3 separate regions of the Sus scrofa genome follow, and all the other regions are linked to region 2. A link is a contact called in public Hi-C and promoter capture Hi-C data. All regions are on one chromosome and are shown on one strand. Each heading gives the region's core, a stretch centred on a gene start, on an enhancer-like site or on the middle of the called end of the contact. The rest is flanking DNA. Distances are from core to core; before and after follow the strand shown. Region 1 has its middle 150 kb from the start of GADD45G. Region 2 holds the start of GADD45G (growth arrest and DNA damage inducible gamma). Region 3 overlaps LOC110256747 (a long non-coding RNA gene).

Region 1 (2,700 bases), core at 190-2,689, 150 kb before region 2:
CATCTCTGAGAAGCGCTGAAGAGTCGCCACAAAACAAGCACAGACTTTGGTCAAAGCACTTGACAACTTGCGCAAACACTGAAGGCTCAGTGCCTCATCTCTATAGGACAATGACAAAGTGTAAAGGGGAACTAGAATGAAAATGCATCTGTGAAGTAGGTATTCTCTTTACACAGGATCTCCTTTTCCATGAAATAGTTGCTTTCCTTACCTGACTTTTATTTAAAGAGCTATTTGTGGTCACTTCTTTTCTTTCTCTTTCTTTCTTTCCTTTTTTTTTTTTGGCCGTGCCGCCAGCATGTGGAAGTTTCCAGACCAGGGATCGAACCTGCACCACAGTCGCCATCTGAACCACAGCACAGACAACACTGGATCCTTAACCCGCTGAGCCACAAGGGAACTCATTGCAGAGTTATGAAAAACCAGAGGGAAAAACAAGTCTATAAGATGTGTCCACCTCACAAGTCCACATGTCCACAGGACATGAACCTGGTGCGGGTTGGGAGACAAACAAAGTCACCCTCCTAGAGTTATCCCCATGACGACATCAGATAACTGGGTGAGAGTCATCACCAGACGGCGTTGTGCCTGTATTTGAAATAGGGCCTCAGCTGAGACCAAACTGGGACCTGCACCCTGGTGATGAAGGACACGGCAGACAGCTCTGCATGGGCATGATGGGGTTTATTGCCAGGTAAGGAGGAATGGGGAGTTCATGACAAGTACCTGTGGGACTCACTAATGTTGTCATTTCAAGTCTCCCCAAACACTAACCTTGACTATCAAACATCACTGGTTTTCCGAACTAAACATTAACCATGTTCCTTCTAAACGCAAAGTCAAACAGTTACTACACTCGGTGTCTTACTGGTTTGTGGCATGTGTGCTTTTTAAGGCTCGAATCTATAAGAGGTTTCTCTCTGTTGAAGGGTCCAAATAGCCACCCTGTGAAATCCCACATGACAAAAGGACAAATGTGGTGGGAAAAAGTACCCCCCCCCCAATGCTGTGCCAGCCAGAATTGCTCCACATTGGGCTGCGACATACAGGGGACCCTGGACCTGAATAGTTTGCTGAGGGACACTGGGAGGCAGCAGCTGGGTCTGTAAGCTTGAGCACAAGGGACAGGAAACACGAGTGAGGGGTCCCTTCACAGCTCAGAGGTCTTCATTCACCAGGGAATTAGATAGAGAAGGCCTCATAAAATTCTGGAATTCGTGTCATGGAGACCTCTGTTGAACCAGCCTCTGAAGGGCTTGCAGATACAGGAGTTGCATAGTATTTTTATTTCGTAAGGGCAAAGAAAGTTGCTTTTGGAAAGAAAACACTCATTATTAACCTGGATCTGGGCCAATCCAAGATCAATATGTGCTAGAATATTACCCAACTCCAGATGACCTGTCAGCCTCGCAGCCTTGTTGTCACTGCCTCCGTGATAACAGAGAGCCATAAAAAGAGGTCGTCATTACCCAGTCGGTAACATATCCTTCAGCCCACAGCCCAGCACCCAGGCTCCTTTCCCCGCTCCCGGCAGGCAGCTCCCTCCACCTCTGATGCCTCTGCTCTCTCAGACCTGCCTGACCATCTCCAGCCTTGAACCCGTGTCTCCCGAACTCTTTTGGTTCTTTAGATCCTCGATGCTTGCTGTCAACATAGAATTCTCGTATGTCTATAAATTCGAGTGTGTTTAGGTGTAAACAAGATCTTGTTTCCTGAGGGACTCCATGGCAATAGAAATATTTATGGTTCCATGTCAATGATGGTTCACTTGTTGCTTTGCTACAATTTCAGTTCTATCTGTCCATCTAGCATCTGGCTCACACAGAAAGAGTCATCAAAGACACGGCTTTCAGTCTCTCCCCAAATGTCATCCTAGCATTTGGGCACAGGAAGGATAGATAATCATTGCAGTGCCACTATGAAAACACATTTCATTTGGCTTGGCTCAGAGTTGTGCTCTTTCACTACTGAGCTCTCTGATTACTTGGACGCATGGAGGGTGAGAGGAAGTCACAAAAGGGAAACACAGCCCTTGTCACCCAAACGAAGCCCCCCAGGCTGACTGCTCTAAAAGCTGGAAACCCAGGTGGGAAAGAATCAAGAATTCGACTTTTGACTAAGCACAGGCGTCAGCCTCAAATGGAAACTGACCAGGATCTTTGCAAAATCACGCATGATCTTAAGCCAGATTTCAAGGCAAATGAGTTGCAGAAAGGATCTGGAGCCAGAAAGCATCCCAGTGGGAGGTCCTCTGCACTTCTAGGTAAAGGCTAAGGGTGTCTTTTAAATGAAATCAATTCTCCAAGAAATTAGTCTAGGGCCAGAGTGTCTGGTAAATAAGTATCTCTAAGATTTCCCTGTAGCATCTTTCATTATGAAACAAAGTAGTTCAGCCTGCAATTGCTGGTGTTTTACTCACACCCACACACCCACACATGAATATTTTACTGTTACTGCTACCCCTCATTCTGATCACTTTTTTTTTGTTTAATGTCTTTTACTTGTTATGGTTGTTGTCATTTTTCTCTTTAGGGCTGCACCAGCGGCATGAACTTTTTAAAAAATTATTTGCTATGTTGTCTAAATTACTAATTTTCAGTTCATAAGACTTCCCCTAGGAGTTCCCATTGTGGCTCAGCAGGTTAAGGACCTGACATTGTCTCTGCAGGGGATGCGGGTTCCATCCCTGACCTGCTCAAT
Region 2 (3,036 bases), core at 153-2,652:
CAGGCCTCCTGGCCTTGCCTTTCCCCTCCTTTCTGCCGGGAGCACAGGCTGCTGAGTCACGCCTGCCCGGCCAGTCTGTCCTTCCCGGCCGCGCGGCCAACGTCCCGCCTCCGGCCTTCCTGGGCGAGCAACCGCTCCCCACACTTGTAGAGTCCTGGGCTGGGGCCAGCCTGCCCCTGTCGCCGCCGGGCCCCTCCTCGGGAGGGAGCCGCACCTCCTCGCCGCTCTCCACGCGCCGGCGCCTGCCAGTCTCCACGCCGCACTCGGGCGCCCTCCTAGGGCGCATCCACAGAGCCAGCCCCGCGCTAGGCGCCCCGGGGCGTTACCACGTCGATCAGACCAAGACCCCCGCCGGGCTGTCACTCGGGGAGGGTGATATTGGGCACCCAGTCGTTGACGCTGCGACTCTCCTCGCAGAACAGGCTGAGCTTCTCCAAGGCGGGGTCCTTCCACGCGTCCTCATTGGGGTTCTGCGAAGAGAGTCCAGAGGTCAACCGGGCTGGCCGCTGGCAAGGGCAGGGATGACATCGGGATGGAGGCGACACTCACCGAAATGAGGATGCAATGCAGGTCTCCCGGCGTGCCCGCCTCGTCACCGGTGCCCACGATCGCCGCCAGCCGCTGTACATCGCCCACACGCACGATGTCGATGTCGTTCTCACAGCAGAACGCCTGGATCAAAGTGAAGTGAATTTGCAGCGCAATGTCGCCCTCGTCTTCCTCGTCAGCAGCCAGCACGCAAAAGGTCACGTTGTCGGGGTCCCTGCGCGAGCGAGAAGGAGGTGAAGAGGTCAGATCGGTGTGCCCCGGGTGCCCCGTGCCGCCTTCTCCCCGGTCTCCCTTGCCGCTCTGCCCGCCCCCGGCCGCCTCGCCCGGACCGCGTCTATACTCACACATTCAGGACTTTGGCGGACTCGTAGACGCCGGCGGTGAGGCAGCCCTGTCGCTGCGCCGACAGCAACAGCTCGTGCAGTGCTTTCCCGGCGCCCTGCATCCTGTGGAGGAGCCACCGCCATGAGCGTGGACAGGCCGGAGGGTGAGCCAGGACCCCCGAGCCCTGGGAGGCACCCCCGGCGCCCGACTCCGGCGCTCCAGCCCAGTGCCGCACCCCCAGCCCAGCGGAAACACTTGGGCCTGACTTCTACCCAGCGGACCCCCACCCCGGAAGGTTTCGAAGACTGCGCCCAACCAGCCGCGGCCAGGGCAGGACCAGGATCCCGGAGCCCTGAGACGTTCGGCGCTCAGCGCGGACTTACCTGGCCGTGCTTTCTGGAACCGTATCCTGGCCGCGAACTTCTTCCAGAGTCATGTTGCGATCCGCAAGCAGCAAGTTATCCACAAAAGCAGAGGGCGGAGCGGACGCGAGCGAAGAGAGATCAGCCCGCAGCTCTGCTCGGCGTGCCCACCGCCAGCGAGTGAGCCCGGGTCCCGCCGCGCGCCTTTATATAGGCTGGGTCTTCGGCGCCGCCAGCTGGCGCAAGCCTGCGCGCCCATTGGCCGGCGCCCGCTTTCTGATGCAAATGAGGCGGCGGCCGGCGGCTCGTGCCAGAAGGCCACGTGGGGAGGGGTGCGGGGGATGACAATGCCTCAAATCTGCTGCTTTTGTCGGGGTGTTACCAGGCAGCCTGGAGCCTGCAGATTTCATCTAGCCTTTTTGTTTTTAAGTCTTTAAAAGGGAAAAGTTTAAAAAAAAAAAAAAAGCCAAACCCTTGCTAGCTAATAGTACGCTGCAATTTGTGAAATGCACCGTTGGAGAATCTAATGAATTTATTTTTGCATTTATTTTTGTTGTTACCTTTCTATTTTTTCTTTACTCTTAATTTGGAGTTTATGAGACAGTAGCTTTTAAAGCGGAACTTAAAAACACACAGTCCTGGCTTTAAGCTTGCAAAAGGCCCGGGCGCAGCTCCCTCCACCTGACACTAGGGCCCGGAATGCGAGGTTCTCCCTGCAGAATCAAGGCTCCGACCCCGTCGCGCTGGAAAGTCCCACCCGAGCTCCCCGCCCTCTGCAGAGCGCTGCGGGGCGCCGGGGCTCCCGAGCAGATTGCGGCCGGCGCACGCGGCTCGTTTGCATTTCTATGGAGGACGCACAATAGCGGAGGTCTGGCGTGTGGCGGTTTGTGGGAGGGACAATCGAAGCTTTCTCTTCATAGCGACACTGTCCACCTGCCGCTGGGTGGGGTGGGTAGGGCCCTGCCGCTCGTGGGGGTCGCCGGGCTGCCTGGCGCGTGGGGGTCGGGGCCGCGTGCCGCTCCTGCCCTCCTCGGTGCGCGGCTCCCCACCCCCACCCCCGCACAGGCCCTGCTGCACCAGCGGCACGTTTGCATGTAATTCCGCCCCACCGGGTCCTTGCACACGTGCGGAACAGCGGTGGCAGTTGGAAGGAACACCTGGCTGCTGCACCATTTACACAGCCGGCTGCGCTCAGCCCGGACCCCTTGGCTCCAGGCCCCTAGAGCTTGGGGAACGCGGCTCGGAATATCTTTCCCGGAGCGCCATCTACAGGCCGGCAGGAAAGATCCTGACCACCTCCCTCCCCTACACTTGCATTGACCACTAGTGACTTGGCCTGCAGCCTCCTGGTCAAGGAGCTGCCCTGGTAGGGTCGGCTGAGCTCCCTCCAAGCTGCGTATTAACAGAAGTCAGAAGAAAGGCTGCAAAACCCACGCCGGAAGGAGTTGGGGACAAACGAAAAGACCCTTCGCTCACTCAACTTATCACTTTTGGTGTCTGCATCTCTCTGCTCTACGTTGAAACCAGTGCTGCGGTGCATTCCATTGCCCCTCTTTTCTAGATGAGGCCTTAGAGACTGGACAGGACTGTTTGCGGGCCGGGGTGAATTCGCTGGAAGCCCAGGCTCTGGTGCAAGACCGGAGATAACGGGTAAGAAAAACAGCCGAGTGCGCTGGCGTTTTGCGCCACCCGGTGGCCAGCTGCCAGAGGACAGCTGCGAAAGCAGGCCACTTCCTGATGCCAAGAATTGGGTCTTTGCTTACCTCATATCCCTGAAATCCGAGGCGTTTTATAACAGCGG
Region 3 (2,836 bases), core at 24-2,523, 220 kb before region 2:
CAGTGGGTTAAGGACCCGGCGTTGCCATGAGCTGTGGTGTAGGTTGCAGATGCGGCTGGGATCCCACGTTGCTGTGGCTGTGGTATAGGCTGGCAGCTACAGCTCCGATTCAAACCCTAGCCTGGAAACTTCCTTATGCAGTGAAAAAAGACAAAAAAAAACAAAAAACAAAAAACAAAACCTAGTTTCCCTCTGTGCAGTCCCAAGAGGTTTGCATCTGTTTCACAGGTGGTGTTTAAGTCACAGAACATCAAGGAGGAGAGGAAATGGAGATTGTTGAGCCTGTCCCTGGCAGGGCTGTCTTGCCTGGGACTAGAAATGCCCCCACCTCACCCCATCCACCTTCCCCACCTCCTGCACCCCATTTCCCCCTCCCCCATTCTACCTCCCCCTCCCCATCTACCTCCCCAAACTCCATCTACTTTCCCCACCCCTCCTGCTTCCCCCACCCCATCTTCTCCTGCCCCATCAACCCTATCACCTCCTCTGACTCCCCTTTGCACCCACTTCCCTCGTCCCCTTCCCCTCCCCCACCTCCCCCATCTCCTCTACCCCATATCCCCCTCCCCTATTTCATCTCTTCCCCCAACACACACACACACACACACACACACACACGCGCGCGCGCGCATGCACGTGTGCGTGCACGCGCACGCACTATTGGGTTCCCCCCAAGCCACAGTGGCAGAACTGCTGGAGAACAAAGGCCACCCTGGGGCCACATCTTGGGATCCCTGGCTGTCCCCTGGGGCCAGCCTTGCTCCTGCTCTGAAATGGGCACTGTGGAGCCTTCTCTCCAGCCACCAGGACTTGTGTGCTCCCTGCAGCCAATGACCCTGGGGAGAGGGCCACTCGACCTCTGTGGTGGCCGCCTGTGGCTGCCCTCGGAGGCAAGACCTGCTTTCCCCAGCTGTCACTCCTCCAGGTCTGGAACTGGCTTTCCCCGTGTGTGTTCTTCCAGCATCCACACCCCAGCCAAGCTGCAAGTCCCTCTGGGGCCAGCCCCTGCCCAGCTCCTGGCTGCCTTCCCAGAGCAAGGCGGTGTCCCCATAGCACCCTCTCTCCTAGAGGCCAGGCCTATAAGCTGCCCTCTCAATTTAGCCCGGCAGCCCTGGGAGAGGAGGCCCCTCCCAGTGCAAATCCCAGGCCCCTCCCTGGAATTCAGGAGCTGCCTGGGATTTTTCAAATGGCAGTCCTTCCAGCTGGAAAGTGCATTTGAGTTCCAGCCTCCCCCCAGCAACCCCAGAAGAAGAGACTCAGAGCCCAAGGGAGGCAGCCTCGAGCTCGGAACCGGCAGGTGGGGAGCACAGGATGGCTCCCACCTTAGTTCAGGCCAGTCCGTGACTCCCCCGCAAAGCCACAGGGCCCCTGTGGGGATTCAGACAAGTGTACACAATTCTGGGGGGGTCGATGGCAGAGAACCCCCCACCTGACCGGAGATACTAAATGTGGCTGTTCAGGCAGACTTACTCTCCTACACGTGGGATTTGGCTTCCAGACAGCGGCCTCCTGTCCCAGTGCATGGCCACGGATGATCTGGGCTACTTGTTAAACAAAACTAAACTAACATAAAGACAGGTTTCCCAGCACACTTTGGAGTGAGTAACCCTATCCATCGTCCATATGCCAGGCATCATTCCCCAGCAGCTGGGTGGGGAAGAAAGCTTAATCGCTTTGAACCTGCATAATCTCTGCGCCCTCCAACTATATAAAGGTACAGCTGGGCAAAATGTCATGAAAACATTCGATTCTAGGTAACAGGGTGTCAGATGCCTTGCATGCTTTCTCACATTTCCAGGACACACTCCAAAGAACCCCCTGGCGTGCTGACATCACGTGCTACTCAGAGGACACAGCCACGCCACCCCCCACCACCCCTTCCCCCACTCCTCCACCACCCCTGACCTCGGAAAGATGAAGCATTGTCCATCTTTACCCTGGGGGCAGTGGGGGTGGGGGTGGAAATATGATGGACATAATGAGCTAAAAAATACTTGGTGCCTAGAGAAGTCACTTGAAAGATGAGGGTTCTTAAGGATCCCGCTATTTCTTTGAATTCCCATGGAACTCAGGTATCTAGGTTTCTCCCAAAGCTTTCCTGCCTCTGGCTTTTTCTTTGCTATTTCTAGAGGCAGGCCCGATTGCTGCTGTCAATAGTTTTGACAAATCACGATGGAGCTAAAAGAAGTAGGTGGAAGAGGAACCCTCCGGCCCTTGGTGACAATCACGCTCCTCCTGTTCCCTGAGTCCCCGCCACACGCCTGGCTCTCACACATCCTCCTTTAAAGGCAGACGTCAAGAAGGGGTCATGCTAGGATCTGTGGCCAGTCAGCCCTCGCTCCTTTAGATAAGATGGTTGAATGAGTCACGTAGTGATGCAGAACAACAGTAATTCTTTATTACCTCTCTGGGTTCCTATGAGTCAGGGATTCGAACAGGAAGCAGCAGGTGGCTTGTCTCTGCCCAGTGGTGTCTGGGACCTCTGCTGGGGACTCAACGTCTGGGAGGGACCCCCTGAGGACCAGTCCTTCCTATGTCTGGTGGTCCAGCAGGGCTTCCAGCAGGAACTCCCAACCTCTGCAGGTACCCCCAGCTTGCTTCCAACATGGTGGTGGGGCTTCAAGAGCAAGGGTCGCAGGAGCAAGACAACCAAGAGGAGATCAGGACAGAAGCGACTCCTATCACCATCTCCACCATGTTCTCTTGGTGGAAACATTTGCCAAGGCCTGCTGGGTCTAGAGACAGGGAGCACAGAGGGTCTTCTTCAGTGGAAGAGACCCGGGTCCATGGTAAGCAGGGCATGAATGACGGGATATAGAAAGGTGTGAATGTCTCT

What was found. Promoter capture Hi-C pulls out the DNA fragments that hold promoters and counts their contacts. Hi-C and Micro-C count contacts between places; a contact is called where the count stands out from the background.
Region 1: a Hi-C map of liver shows a contact between it and region 2, with 9 times the contacts expected there. The contact joins the enhancer-like site here to the promoter of GADD45G in region 2. A contact is called at or near these places in 4 of 5 promoter capture datasets (fetal liver, liver and skeletal muscle), 3 of 47 Hi-C or Micro-C datasets (all in liver) and 1 of 2 datasets of contacts at active chromatin or transcription factors (skeletal muscle).
Region 3: a contact with region 2 is called in a promoter capture Hi-C map of liver, with 17 times the contacts expected there. The contact joins the enhancer-like site here to the promoter of GADD45G in region 2. A contact is called at or near these places in 4 of 5 promoter capture datasets (fetal liver, fetal skeletal muscle and liver), 15 of 47 Hi-C or Micro-C datasets (embryonic fibroblasts, epiblast stem cells, fetal heart ventricle and 6 more) and 2 of 2 datasets of contacts at active chromatin or transcription factors (alveolar macrophages and skeletal muscle).

Annotation. Positions count from the first base shown.
Region 1 is chr14:1,318,245-1,320,944 of Sscrofa11.1, reverse strand. No RefSeq gene overlaps it. Among named protein-coding and RNA genes, the nearest start is that of GADD45G, 150 kb to the right of the region's middle. Within about 2 kb of position 1,439, at least 5 of the 83 cell types and tissues checked have an H3K27ac peak or open chromatin away from gene starts, as enhancers often do. A contact at or near this core is called in fetal liver and liver, where this site is marked.
Region 2 is chr14:1,164,366-1,167,401 of Sscrofa11.1, reverse strand. It overlaps GADD45G (growth arrest and DNA damage inducible gamma), which reads right to left and starts at 1,402. Exons shown (of 4, transcript NM_001185129.1): 1 at 1,257-1,402; 2 at 894-995; 3 at 550-763; 4 at 1-470. The coding sequence starts at 1,309. The coding sequence ends at 360.
Region 3 is chr14:1,379,543-1,382,378 of Sscrofa11.1, reverse strand. It overlaps LOC110256747 (a long non-coding RNA gene), which reads right to left. Exons shown (of 2, transcript XR_002338666.1): 2 at 2,377-2,735. Among named protein-coding and RNA genes, the nearest start is that of GADD45G, 210 kb to the right of the region's middle. Within about 2 kb of position 1,273, at least 26 of the 83 cell types and tissues checked have an H3K27ac peak or open chromatin away from gene starts, as enhancers often do. A contact at or near this core is called in fetal liver, fetal skeletal muscle, liver and 1 more, where this site is marked.